2 separate regions of the Mus musculus genome follow, and region 1 is linked to region 2. The links are chromatin contacts, called in public HiChIP or PLAC-seq maps. All regions are on one chromosome and are shown on one strand. Each heading gives the region's core, a stretch centred on a gene start, on an enhancer-like site or on the middle of the called end of the contact. The rest is flanking DNA. Distances are from core to core; before and after follow the strand shown.

Region 1 (7,208 bases), core at 2,802-5,301, 200 kb before region 2:
TGGTCCACAGAAAGGTGGCCCTCCCTCCTTCTGATCCGTGTTCACTCCTTTGATAACCTGTTCTGGTCTCAAAGGTTCATGTCATATTTGTAAGAATTAGCCAAATCCATATATTCTGGGTGAAATTCCTCCCTGATGCCCAGGCTTGGAAGCAAGACCTGCATATTTTCAGATCCATTATGTGTATCTGGCAAGCATCTCATCTCACACAGTATGCCCCAAATAAAAATCCGAATCTCTTAAATCTGCTTTGCTCAAGTCTTCTCCAGTGCACACTTGGGTTTTCCATGCTCTCTGTCATGCAGAGGAGAGATATTAGGGGTCCTCTTGATTTCCTACTTTTACTTGGACCATATCAAGTTCCTGCTCATTCCACTTCTCCATCACCAGTACCTTAGCCAGCCTCACGTCCTGCGTAGATTATTTCCACCATCTCCCACTGATGCTTCTCTGTTTGCAGTCTTCCTCCTACTTCGACTGTATTCAGAAAGACCTTGGTGATCTGCTGAGTATGCTCAGAAAGACCTTGGTGATCTGATGCACATCACCTCAGATTTCCACCTCCACTGTCCTGCAGTGGTTTCACATGGACATTCCCAAGCCCCACTGATCTAAGGCCATCCATTGAGGTTGGAGCTTCAGTGGTCTCTTTGGATCTTGCATAAGACCTGGCCATTGATAGTCTCCTAACAGAGAGATTTTTACCTTGAGTTTGCTCTAGAGGTTCTTCAAAATGAGCAAGCAAAAACTGCAAGGACATTGATTTTCCTCTGTTCTTCAATCCTTAAAATGCTAGTGTCTCAGCATTTTGCAATAGTAATTTCTATATGTACAAAGAGTGATTCAATGAGAAGCACTTATTTCAACTGGGATTTTCTGAGCATCAGTGGCAAGACCTAATGATTTATTTTATGAATGACATATGGCTCTCTTTCAGTCTTTTTGTTTATTACTTAAAAATCGTATTAAATGAAGTATCATCAAGGTTTCTCCTGCTGACTGGTTCTTCTGAGGTAAGTTGGGGCCCTTTCTGGTATCACTTACCTACATTTGTTAGAGTTTCATGTTTTGGTATGAGGAGTCCCAGGGACCTATAAAGAGATCCACACTATTTTCTAAGAGGGCACTCTCTTGCTTAGAGTGCCTTTGAGGCTTGTACAGTCACTCTTGCTTGTAAATGTGAGGGTCATTTGGACTACTGCCGAGGGTAGAGTGTCTACTCTGCCTGTGATGTCTTTGGCTACCAAATCTCTACATTTTTTTAGATTTTCAGGAATTTCAAGAAGAATCCCATTTGGATAAGTGGTCCTGGATCCTTTTGAAAGGGAAGAAATGGAATCCTTATATTAGTCAGCAAACTTTCTTCTACAAAGGTCCAGATGGACAATACTTTATGTTTGAAGGCTTTGCAGTCTCTGTCCTGGTAACTCAATAGACATGCTTGCTCTGACATGTTTGCTATCCTAGAATTAGTTTTTCAGTGTTACTGGGGAGATCTACCCCAGCAATGCTGTCAGCAGCCTGGTGTGTCTCCTAATGGAGCCTTGGAGACTTCTGCTCTGGTAAGGCAAGAATCTTGACTATGCTGCAGAAATTAATTTCTAGATGAGGCAGGAGTTGATTAAGATCAGAAGGAAACACACTGGAAAGCATGGGCATTTTAGAGAAAAAATGTTCAGGGAAACATGGGATCATGATGTGGGTGACAGTATGCTTAGTTATCTTTACAATGACGTATTTAATCCTGGCTTTCCGTGTTAAATTTTCCAAAAGACATAATTTATGACAAAGGTTAAAGATTAAGCCAAGTTTATATATTTAAGTAAAATTTGAAAATTAAATAAAGCAGGCAAGTTGAATTATTTGTTTTTCTTAAGGAATTTCCTTTTATAAATGAAATTATAAGGTTTATTTTTTTGGTAGGAGTATGGCACATTGTTTAGATCACAGATGGAAGCACAGTATAATTGTGAAATTCAAGGTCACAAACATTCTAGTTCTAAGTAGGTACAATTGATTTGTTGTTCTTAGCATCGTCTTTTGAGAAGTCTTCAGGAAAATACACATAATACCTGTAGGAAATTTCAAGTTTCTTGACTCTTACGAATGAGAAACTAGATCACAAGATGAGGGGTCTCTTCCTATATCATAGTCCACTAGCTCCCACTGTCTGTGTATACTGTCTCAGTTATATACCACTCTCAAGTGAAAAATAATAATATAACAAGCCTTTTTGGGTACCAGAATTTAAAGTTCATATAATTTTCATACCCGACAATGCCTTCTTCATTTGATTTCTTTATCTTTTCTTCCTTTTTTATTTTTCATACTAGGGCTGAATCTTGGGCTGCATGTATGCTAACTGTATCTCCCACTAAATGAGCTATACTCTAAACACCGGAGAGGTTTTAAAAATCATTTAAAAATTTAAAAATGATCTTTAGCTCATGGGACAATGCGGGCAAATGGTAGCTACCAACTCTTTGTAGACCTTTGTTGCAACCCTAGACCCAAACAATAGAAGACAACCTAAGGTTTCCCAGTTGTAAAAGGACACATTCTAGCACACAGAAGGCGTTTATGGTTTCAATTTTCCTTGACAATGTATATTTTCAGAAATATTGGAGTATGCCTACAACCTATCATGTTGAAAACTAGGTGTGTGTGTCACTCATGTGCTACACAGGAACCTGGCACCATTGGCATAAAGTAGTATTAGGTGCCCACTGGAATGCATAGCCTTGATGATCAGCAGATGTAGGTGGTTTGATTACATAGTCCAGTATTTCTCCCTGCAAGACACTTAATACGTAGGATAAATGTCTTGTTTAAATAGGTGAGTCTCTGGGTTGTTTGTATAGTTTAGGATGAGTAAAAGAGAATTCTCCAGAGGGAGTTACTGGGCTGCCTGCCAGTGTGGTTATATTGATTCAAGCCAACCATATTTATAATATGTGCTGATGAATAATGTCACATCTGTTATGCTTAAGCTATTTCTTTAGTCCCCAGAGCCCCATAGCATGGCATACACTGAGAGCTTAGTAAGTAATTGGTGAATTTACATAAACATAAGCCACTGTCCCTTGACCAATCTTTTATTAAGAATTTATTGATTTTTTTCTCATGTGTTTATTCTATGTGTGGGTGTAGCACTGTGCACTGGTGGAGGTCAGAGGACAACTTACAGGAGCTAGTTCCTTCTTCCCGTCACTTATGTTCTAAGGATCAAACTCTGGCAAGTGCCTTTACCCAGTGAGCCCTCTCTCTAGCCCCTTATGCAGAACTTTGGAGTTGAGAGGAAAGGTTCAAACATTGAACAATGATGTTTGGGCATAGTGCTACAGGTCAGGCCCTGTATTATCTGCATTCTTCTTTCCTGGAAGACAGCCTTCTTCATTTGCAAGTGATAAATTACCCACTTACAAGCCTTACAAGAGCTGATGGAAAGCACCAAAGCCCAGAGTCTGAAGTTTGGTCAGCTCAATGAGTACTACTTGAATCTAACCTTTAGATTAGAAGGGCACCATATTGAGATTGGTAGGGACCTGTTAACTGTAAGACTGTTGGTACATTTTGGTATGGTCTAGAGACAATTCTTCAGTGGTATCTGGGTTGGATTCTTGTCTGTGTGGATTTTCTTTTCATTTGTGTTCTAGCCTGTTTGGTTCTTTATACCTCTCTTACAGGTCAATAGGCAAAAGCATTTTGTTCTTTTATAATGCTGGAGCAAACCTGTATTTGATCATAAAACTAGAACATGTTCAACTTACTTGATTGTCAATAAAAGTCAAATGAAAGATCCATCTTCACTAAATCTGCTTATTCTTAGCAAATTGCACAAATCTTTTGTGATATAACATGTTCAGGCTTTGATAAGACACTTTACTATGTAATATGCATTTATTCAATTATGTGGGTGATTCTTTGTCTCTGTGAGGCTGAATCATTCCATAATGCACTGCAGCTTGCACTGAGCTTGGAGAGCAGCCATCTCTGCTATTATTAAACTCCATTTGCTTGCGTTCAGACAAGTGTGTGTATTGTGCAGCCCCACCCCTTCCTGGTGTCCTTGAGGTGAGCATGTTTCTTCTGCTATGCTTCTTTTCCCACCCACAGGAATCCCCGTGACCATCTGAGACTATGAGTCAAAATACATTCTTAGTTCTTTAGTTTGTTTTTCTCTAAGTTGGATGTTCTTGGGGCCCCGCAAGACTTCTTGGGAAGGCAGGGAGAACCATGGGCCAGATGATGGTTGTCAAGAGGCAGCACACAGCTCACCTCTGTTGCTTATACCCCAGGTGGGCCAGACTGGCAGGGGATTGATGGGGAGGAAAGTCTACACTGGATGTTCCTGAAAGTCTACACAGGCCTCCTGGGAAAAGCATCAAGAGCCATGGGCCGGAAGATGAAGGTCAAGGGATTGTAACTTTAATTTTTTCAAACTTTATTTTTAATGATGGTTCTTTATTTTTATTAGGTATTTTCCTCGTTTACATTTTCAATGCTATCCCAAAGGTCCCCCATCCCCACCCCCCCATCCCCTACCCACCCACTCCCCCTTTTTGGCCCTGGCGTTCCCCTGTACTGGGGCATATAAAGTTTGCAAGTCCAATGGGCCTCTTTTGCAGTGATGGCTGACTAGGCCATCTTTTGATACATATGCAGCTAGAGACAAGAGCTCCAGGGTACTGGTTAGTTCATATTGTTGTTCCACCTATAGGGTTGCAGTTCCCTTTAGCTCCTTGGGTAATTTCTCTAGCTCCTCCATTGGGGGCCGTGTGACCTGTCCAATAGCTGACTGTGATCATCCACTTCTGTGTTTGCTAGGCCCCGGCATAGTCTCACAAGAGAGAGCTATATCTGGGTCCTTTCAGCAAAATCTTGCTAGTGTATGCAATGGTGTCAGCATTTGGAAGCTGATTATGGGATGGATCCCTGGATATGGCAATCACTAGATGGTTCATCCTTTTGTCACAGCTCCAAATTTTGTCTCTGTAACTCTTTCCATGGGTGTTTTGTTCCCATTTCTAAGAAAGGGCAAAGTGTCCACACTTTGGTTTTCATTCATCTTGAATTTCATGCGTTTGGCAAGTTGTATCTTATATCTTGGGTATCCTAAGTTTTTGGACTAATATCCACTTATCAGTGAGTACATATTGTGCGGGTTCCTTTGTGATTGGGTTACCTCACTCAGGATGATACCCTCCAGGTCCATCCATTTGCCTAAGAATTTCATAAATTCATTTTTTTAATAGCTGAGTAGTATTCCATTGTGTAAATGTACCACATTTTCTGTATCCATTCCTCTGTTGAGGGGCATCTGGGTTCTTTTCAGCTTCTGGCTATTATAAACAAGGCTGCTATGAACATAGTGGAGCATGTGTTCTTCTTACCGGTTGGGACATCTTCTGGATGCCCAGGAGAGGTATTGCGGGATCCTCTGGTAGTACTATGTCCAATTTTCTGAGGAACCACCAGACTGATTTCCAGAGTGGTTGTACAAGCTTGCAATCCCACCAACAATGGAGGAGTGTTCCCCTTTCTCCTCATCCTCGCCAGCATCTGCTGTCACCTGAGTTTTTGATCTTAGCCATTCTGACTGGTGTGAGGTGGAATCTCAGGGTTGTTTTGATTTGCATTTCCCTGATGATTAAGGATGTTGAACATTTTTTCAGGTGCTTCTCTGCCATTCAGTATTCCTCAGGTGAGAATTCTTTGTTCAGCTCTGAGCCCCATTTTTAATGGGGTTATTTGATTTTCTGGAGTCCACCTTCTTGAGTTCTTTATATATATTGGGTATTAGTCCCTTATCTGATTTGGGATAGGTAAAGATCCTTTCCCAATCTGTTGGTGGCCTTTTTGTCTTATTGACGGTGTCTTTTGCTTTGCAGAAGCTTTGCAATTTTATGAGGTCCCATTTATCGATTCTTGATCTTACAGCACAAGCCATTGCTGTTCTATTCAGGAATTTTCCCCCTGTACCCATATCTTTGAGGCTTTTCCCTACTTTCTCCTCTATAAGTTTCAGTGTCTCTGGTTTTATGTGGAGTTCCTTAATCCACTTAGATTTGACCTTAGTACAAGGAGATAGAAATGGATCAATTCGCATTCATCTACATGATAACCGCCAGTTGTGCCAGCACCATTTGTTGAAAATGCTGTCCTTTTTCCACTGGATGGTTTTAGCTCCCTTGTCAAAGATCAAGTGACCATAGGTGTGTGGATTCATCTCTGGGTCTTCAATTCTGTTCCATTGGTCTACTTGTCTGTCACTATGATGGTTCTGAAATGCTTTAACCTCCCTTGTAGCCTACCACCCATCAGAGATAGTGGAAACAAAACGATACGGGGGAATTGGAGCTGCTTAGAAAGGTTCTTTGGAGTAATTCTCATCTGTGTTGTCTGGAAATCAGCAGTTCAGTTCATAGGTTAGCAGGAAGTGGCAGCTTGATCCACCTGAAAATAACTCATGGATACACTAGCAGTCCAGTTCAGTAGAGTTGGGATAGTGAACACCAATCAGCAGCAGTGACGTGACCTAGTAGAGACAGACAGGCCTCAACCTCAGCATGAATCAATGGGAGGAACCAGGGCCAATAAGAACACCAAGAGTTCTCAGCTGTGTCTCTCTCAGGGAAGTGAAGATCAGCGAAGACTCAAGACCAAGAAGCAATGAACAACTAGCTGTACCAGCAGGCCAACCACTCTCTCCATCACTCTGTGGAGTGCTATTTACACCCTTCAAATATCACGTGTTGTCCATGTGCCTTGACTCAACACATGTCTTGCCTCAGCACATGCATCCAATCAGCCAAAGTCCATGGAAATGGTAAGAAACTTCAGGACACCACTAGAAGTGTTTTGGTCCATTTCTCTCTATGGAGTCCTGATAAATGCAGCTCAACTATGCAATGTAAGGCACATGTGTGTTGTTAGCAAAGAATCCTTTTATCATGTGTCCTTCCATGTGCTTGCTTTAGCAGAACATCCTCTCTCCTGTGTCTGCTTCAGCAAAACGTTCCTTCATGTGTCTGCCTTAGCCTTTCACCTGTGTCCTCTTTAATAGAATATTCCTTCACAGTCTTTCAGCAAAACACCATTGAACTGACTTTCCAAAGAACCCTTAAGCTTCCACTTCAAGGGGATACTGTACAGCTCACCTTGCTGGCTGTGCCCCAGGTGGAACAGAGGTATTCTGTCATAATGAT
Region 2 (7,266 bases), core at 1,725-4,224:
ACTCACACATTGATTAAATACTATTTCCAGTATAGGCCATTGTTGTGGTAAAACATGAATTAAGAGCACCACTTTCTTGAATTTATAGAATAGTCACCTCCATTTTAAATTCTACCAGCTTGCTTTGCCCAGATTTAAGGTTTATTTTTGAAATTGATTTGGATCATGCATTACTTGGATACTATTTGTTTTCCAGATGATATTTTTACATTTTGTTTAGAGATGAGATGTCTGTGCAGGTGGCCTGCCAAAGGTGAGAGCTAGGGAGTGTATTGTTGAATGTCAGACAGACCTTTTTGTTCTTTAACAAAATGAAAGATGTGCACTTAATAACCAAGTCCTCTACATTAAACTAATAGCGGATCTGTTGTATGGGCAATGCTACACAGAGAAGCACTTTAACTTTGCTAAACTGTGATGGTTTGTATGTTCTTGGACCAGGGAGTAGCACCATTTGGAGGCATGGCCTTGTTGGAATAGGTGTGATCTGGTTGGAGTAGGTGTGTCACTGTGGGTGTGGGCTTAAGATCCTCACCCTAGTTGCCTGGAAGTCAGTCTTCTACTAGCAGCCTTTGGCTGAAAACTTAGAACTCTCAGCTCCAATGGGCCTCTGTTTCCAGTGATGGCCGACTAGGCCATCTTTTGATACATATGCAGCTAGAGTCAAGAGCTCCGGGGTACTGGTTAGTTCATAATGTTGTTTCACCTATAGGGTTGCAGATCCCTTTAGCTCCTTGGCTACTTTCTCTAGCTCCTCCATTGGGAGCCCTGTGATCCATCCATTAGCTGACTGTGAGCATCCACTTCTGTGTTTGCTAGGCCCCGGCATAGTCTCACAAGAGACAGCTACATCTGGGTCCTTTCGATAAAATCTTGCTAGTGTATGCGATGGTGTCAGCATTTGGATGCTGTTTATGGGGTGGATCCCTGGATATGGCAGTCTCTACATGGTCCATCCTTTCATCTCAGCTCCAAACTTTGTCTCTGTAACTCCTTCCATGGGTGTTTTGTTCCCAAATCTAAGGATGGGCATAGTGTCCACACTTCAGTCTTCATTTTTCTTGAGTTTCATGTGTTTAGGAAATTGTATCTTATATCTTGGGTATCCTAGGTTTTGGGCTAATATCCACTTATCAGTGAGTACATATTGTGTGAGTTCCTTTGTGAATGTGTTACGTCACTCAGGATGATGCCCTCCAGGTCCATCCATTTGGTTAGGAATTTCATAAATTCATTCTTTTTAATAGCTGAGTAGTACTCCATTGTGTAGATGTACCACATTTTCTGTATCCATCCCTCTGTTGAGGGGCATCTGGGTTCTTTCCAGCTTCTGGCTATTATAAATAAGGCTGTTATGAACATAGTGGAGCATGTGTCCTTCTTACCAGTTGGCATTGGACACGCAAACTTTATATGCCCCAGTATAGGGGAACGCCAGGGCCTAAAAGGGGGAGTGGGTGGGTAGGGGAGTGGGGGTGGGTGGGTATGGGGGACTTTTGGTATAGCATTGGAAATGTAAATGAGCTAAATACCTAATAAAAAATGAAAAAAAAAAGAACTCTCAGCTCCTCCTGCACCATGCTTGTCTGGACACTGCGATGCTCCCACCTTGATGATAATGGACTGAACCTCTGAACCTGTAAGCCAGCCCCAGTTAAATGTTGTTTTTTATAAGACTTGCCTTGGTCATGGTGTCTGTTCACAGCAGTAAAACCCTAACTAATACAGAATTCTTGGTTTTGTCTTCTAAAATGAGGACATTTTCCTCCAGCTTTTGCAGAGGCTGACTCAGACCTGTGCTAGTCTTTATGTGGGAACTAGAGAAAAAAACTTTAGGAGTGGGTCAGAGTGAGACAAGAAGGAGGGGACAGCTCAGCTCACTAGAGCAAATCACATGTGTTTTAGAACGGCATCTCACGGGACAATTTGTAAGACGTCCCATGGCTTCAGCATCTCTTGAAAACTTTAAGTTACAGGGGAGGAAACACACCTGCTGGTGACTGAAACCTGCAGGATGCACACTTAGATGGAGAGGGAAGGAAACGGGATGGAATGGGGACAGCCCTCACAGGGTTACCGTTCGGGCTGAATGAGGTTCTGGGTATCTAGATATCCAGATATCTGATATGTACAACTTCAGAACTTGGGGCTGGGGTCATGCTGAGTCATCATGCTTCATACATGAAAGATGCTGAGCAATCTTGGCCCTGAAAAACAAAACCAACACTGCTCTGGCTCAAGGTGTTTAGCTCTTGGTGGAGGACTACAAATGAAGCTTCATATACTTGTTTTATTAAATATCTGATAGTCACTCAAATAGGCTCTCTAAACCTAACTTAAATATATTTTTGCAATGGAGTAAATGAATAGTTGTTTAAAACAAAACCTTTAGGGACTAAACAATAAAATCTTTTTGTGACTATAATCTACTTCAGCTGGAATTTCAAGGAGATGATATAGTCAGAATATTGCTACTTCCCCCTTGGGTACTTTCAACAGCCTGGCTGTTTAAGGAAACAAAAGAAATTCTATGCTTCTGCCACTGTCGTAGCAAAGTCAATATAACAGCCAAAAGTGTAAGCTGGATTCTACTCTGTCTCATTCTGGCATGCTGTTATTTGAGATAGTTGATGATATATGAGAGTCCAGAATATTGCTGGATTCCTGAGTTACAGTTCAGTTTATGGGAAATTGTAGCTTGATTTGTAAGGAAAGGTAACATAACAGGAAAGATATTGATAGGAAAGACATATCAGCAAGATGTTGCTTTAACTGTCTTTCTTGGGCTATCAGGAGTTTTTAAAGGCATCACTTGATCTCCTCCTGCTTGACAAGACTCTAAAAACAAAGAATAGTCAGGCTTCTTCAGTCCATTGAGAAGACATTGAATTGCTTGAAAGTTAAGCTCTTTGGGCCCTGTGGCTTCACGACACACCTGACGCTTATTATTGACATTATGAGTGTTCTGGGTAAAGAGCTCACAGGCCACAGGAATGGGGAGTGCTTGTCTGGTTCACTCACAGGGTAAGCCAAGGTTCCAAAGGAGCTGAAGTTCCAAAAAGCTTCTGTGGCCTCTGTGTGTCTCAGTGGCAGTGTGTGGCAATCCTACATGAGACCTTGAATTCCAACTCCAGCACCACCCTCCCCCAAACAAAACAAAACAGAACAAAACAAAACAAAACAAAACCAGGCCTCCTTTGTCTCCACATATCATCTGATCTAAACAGTAACAGTGATTTTACTGTTACCAGCTGTCTGCCTCATATTGCTCCCCACCCAAGGTCTTCTAATGCAATTTGCAGGGATAGAATTGAATTTCTCTAAGTCACCTGGCAGACTTCAATTAAAAAAAATTATTTTTTTGTAGTTATGTGTCTCCAGTAAGGGTCTCACACATGAAAGAAAAACATTTTACCACTGAGTCTAGTAAGATTTCACTTGTCTCCAACATTTCTTGCCTTCAAATTAGTGTGTGTTTGTGTGTGTGTATGAGTGTGTGTCCACATATCACCTTCCATCACTTTTCTTTTCTTTTCTTTTCTTTTCTTTTCTTTTCTTTTCTTTTCTCTTCTCTTCTCTTCTCTTCTCTTCTCTTCTCTTTTCCTTTTCTTTTCTTTTCTTTTCTTTTCTTTTCTTTTCTTTTCTTTTCTTTTCTTTTCTTTTCTTTTCTTTTCTTTTCTTTTTTCTTGTCTCCCATTGGCCAGGAACTGTCCACGTAGGCTCAGCTGACTGCTTAATGAGTTCCTTAGAATTGCCTGTCTCTGCTGACCCAGCTGTGAGGTCACAAGTGCATACTACCATGTACCAACATCAAACAGAAAAACTGGCTAGTATTAAGTATCTAGTGCTGTAGTTTCCTGTTCACATTTTGAGAAACAAAATATAATAGAATATAGAAAATTAATCTCCTTTTTTTCCTGTGGTTTTTCTTTTCTTTTTCTCGAGGACTACAATACTGGAGCTGAGAAGTTGTTGGTCTACCTGCGTGGTCAAATGCATATTATATCCTAAAAACAACCTCAGCATAAAATTCACTAGTTACTGAATAAAAATATTCTGGAAGATATTTGTAGATTTGACAGACATTCTATTTAGCTCCAGCTGTCTTGCTGGGATTGAGGCATGTAGAAGGTTCCAGAAAGGACTTAGAGAATCTTCTGAGCTTAGCATGGGATGAAGTGATTTATCAACCAAGGTGCGGTGTGTAAAATTTGATGGTTATATGGGGGGAATACATCCTGATAATATACCATTAAAAGGATATTCAGAATAAGTTGTTTACCTTAAAGGGGACAAAAGATAAAACTCAGTGCATAGGTTATTTTTTTTAATGAAAATAACCATCATTAAAATTAGATTTTAATTTCAGATTCAAACAAATTTCAGAAAAATCACTTGAAAACTCCATAGCCTATTCTGCTATACAGTGTAAACTCTTCCTCATCTATACTTAATGCAAGGGGTTGGGCCAAGAAATGTTGGCTAGAGATAACCAGGTGCTAGAGATAAGAGGAGCATCAAAAACCAAGTGAGTTTTTTTTTATTAGGTATTTTCCTCATTTACATTTTCAATGCTATCCCAAAGGTCCCCCATACCCACCCCCCCAATCCCCTACCCACCCACTCCCCCTTTTTGGCCCTGGCGTTCCCCTGTACTGGGGCATATAAAGTTTGCAAGTCCAATGGGCCTCTCTTTGCAGTGATGGCCGACTAGGCCATCTTTTGATACATATGCAGCTAAAGACAAGAGCTCCCGGGTACTGGTTAGTTCATATTGTTGTTCCACCTATAGGGTTGAAGTTCCCTATAGCTCCTTGGGTAATTTCTCTAGCTCCTCCATTAGGGGCTGTGTGACCCATCCAATAGCTGACTGTGATCATCCACTTCTGTGTTTGCTAGGCCCCGGCATAGTCTCACAAGAGAGAGCTATAACTGGGTCCTTTCAGCGAAATCTTGCTAGTGTATGCAATGGTGTCAGCATTTGGAAGCTGATTATGGGATGGATCCCTGCATATGGCAGTCACTAGATGGTCCATCCTTTCGTCACAGCTCCAAATTTTGTCTCTGTAACTCCTTCTATGGGTGTTTTTTTCCCATTTCTAAGAAAGGGTAAAGTGTCCACACTTTGGTCTTCGTTCTTCTTGAATTTCATGCGTTTGGCAAGTTGTATCTTATATCTTGGGTATCCTAAGTTTCTGGGCTATTATCCACTTATCAGTGAGTACATATTGTGCGAGTTCCTTTGTGATTGGGTTACTTCACTCCAAGTGAGCTTTTTAATATACTGTTCTTAAACATGGTTGGTAGTAATGTGATTGACTATGTTTCATGACTGTAGCCCTCATGTGAAAGAGATCTGTGTTTGGTGATTAAAGGTGAAATGGTGTGAAAAGGGCCTTCTAGAGGTGACACAGTCAGCTTGACTTTTGATTAATACAAAAGAAAATGGAAAGACATATCTTGTGCAAATACTACTTTTGTATGATAGTCAGAAAAACATGGTAACTGATTTTTACCAGTACAACAGGGCAGAGAAGACATCTGTGGTCCCCTTCTTTTAGGCTGAATAGGAAAATGTATGTGACAGAGAAGACACAGTTTCCTGCTACAAAAACATCTCAGTACTTCATGAATCATGACTGGAATTAATAACATTATTTATGAGATCAACATAAAGGACATAAAACACAGTATAAACAGATGGTTATCACAGGTGTACTTGTGAATAGTTTTATCAATAATAATTAACATTAAGTTGGTGTCTTAGAGTTTACAAAGTGCTTTAGTGTTTATAACCTCATATGACATCCTCTTTGTAGCCACATAAATATTCGAGCTTATCTCCAAGTAGCGAACAGCTTAGCCGTTGGCTCCAATAATCCTCAAGTCATGACATGTGTCAAATTCTCTTGCATGATTTGTAAGGAAAATAATAATTTGTAAAATAACAGGAAAGATATTGGTAGGAAAGGTATATCAGCAAGATGTTGCCTTAACTGTCCATCTTGGGCTATCTGGAGTTTTTAAAGACATCATTTGATCTGTTCCTGCTTCACAAGGCTCTAAAAACAAAGAATTTTCAGTCTCAATAAAGTTATTTGGCCTAAATTACCAAAATAAAAGAAAAACATTTTTGCATTTTGTCTTCAAAACACTTACCATTGCTTTTATACTAATTTGTGGCTTTCTAGATTAATGTTCTTTTGCACACAGATTCATGAAAGGGCAATTATGAACTCTTGCTAGTTAACTCTTAACCACCATGCCTAGCTCATGGTAAAGATAAAGAAGGCTTTGTAAAGAATTGTGTCTTGGGCAGTGTTTCATTGTTGTAAAGAGACACTATGACCAAAGCAACTTACAAGAGAAAGCATTTAATTGGGTCTTTCCTACAGTTTTATAGGGTGAGTTCATGACCATCATGGCATGCTGAGTGACAGAGAGAGTGATGGCAGGCAGGCAGGTGTGGTGGTGGAGCAGTATCTGAGTGCTTATATTGGATCCATAAACACCAGACAGAGAGAGTGTTTGTGTGTTAATTGGGGTTGGCATGGACCTTTGAAACTTCTGGCAAAAATATGTGCAGCAATATGATTTACTGGCAAGAATTCTAGATGGATACAAGCAGAACAGTAAATATAGTTAGATCTGCAGATTTGTCTACATTGTGAGACAAAGGGGCCACTGGGCAATCCATGTGCAAACAAAGTCTTCATATGGGGAGCTAAGTCTCTAAGGTTTCAAATGTCTCGGTGCTTAGAGAGTAGGAGAGTGCCACTTTACAATGCTGCATTTTATTTATACTGAACAGCATGGGCCCCATGAAGTCCCTTAGTCTGTTCAGCTGGATGTGTTTCCTCAGCTACTACAGTAAGTGTTCTTCGTGATGATCCTGTGGCTTCCTGATTTCAAGTTAGAAAGGCTGTAACGATTCCTTGCTTTGTACACACTCATCAAAACTGATGCCCAATTCCATAGATCACATGCCCTAAGTGACTGCTATCAATATGACCCTCAAATTACAGTAGGTTTTTTGATACTCTTTGTAAAAATCCCAAGACATAAGGTAACTCCTAGGGGAAACCTTTCCTTTTTTATTCACATTATTATTTAATTACTTTGGAGTAAATTCATCACAACATTGTCAGAAAACCCTCTCATCTTTGTTCAGCTTCTTGAGATATAGACTGTCACTGAAGAAAAAAATCAAGTATTCTGGCTCCCTTATCCAGGCCAAAGAATCATCCTTAAACACAACAAAAAGTA

The links. HiChIP or PLAC-seq counts read pairs in DNA pulled down with a chosen protein or histone mark.
Region 1: a FOXA1 HiChIP or PLAC-seq map of pancreatic cancer cells shows a contact between it and region 2. The contact joins two enhancer-like sites. A contact is called at or near these places in 3 of 484 Hi-C or Micro-C datasets (the AML12 cell line and uterus) and 1 of 115 datasets of contacts at active chromatin or transcription factors (pancreatic cancer cells).

What each region holds. Positions count from the first base shown.
Region 1 is chr8:82,674,789-82,681,996 of GRCm38.p6, reverse strand. No RefSeq gene overlaps it. Among named protein-coding and RNA genes, the nearest start is that of Zfp330, 96 kb to the left of the region's middle. Within about 2 kb of position 4,051, at least 5 of the 459 cell types and tissues checked have an H3K27ac peak or open chromatin away from gene starts, as enhancers often do. A contact at or near this core is called in pancreatic cancer cells, where this site is marked.
Region 2 is chr8:82,469,214-82,476,479 of GRCm38.p6, reverse strand. No RefSeq gene overlaps it. Among named protein-coding and RNA genes, the nearest start is that of Gm25138, 64 kb to the right of the region's middle. Within about 2 kb of position 2,974, at least 14 of the 459 cell types and tissues checked have an H3K27ac peak or open chromatin away from gene starts, as enhancers often do. A contact at or near this core is called in pancreatic cancer cells, where this site is marked.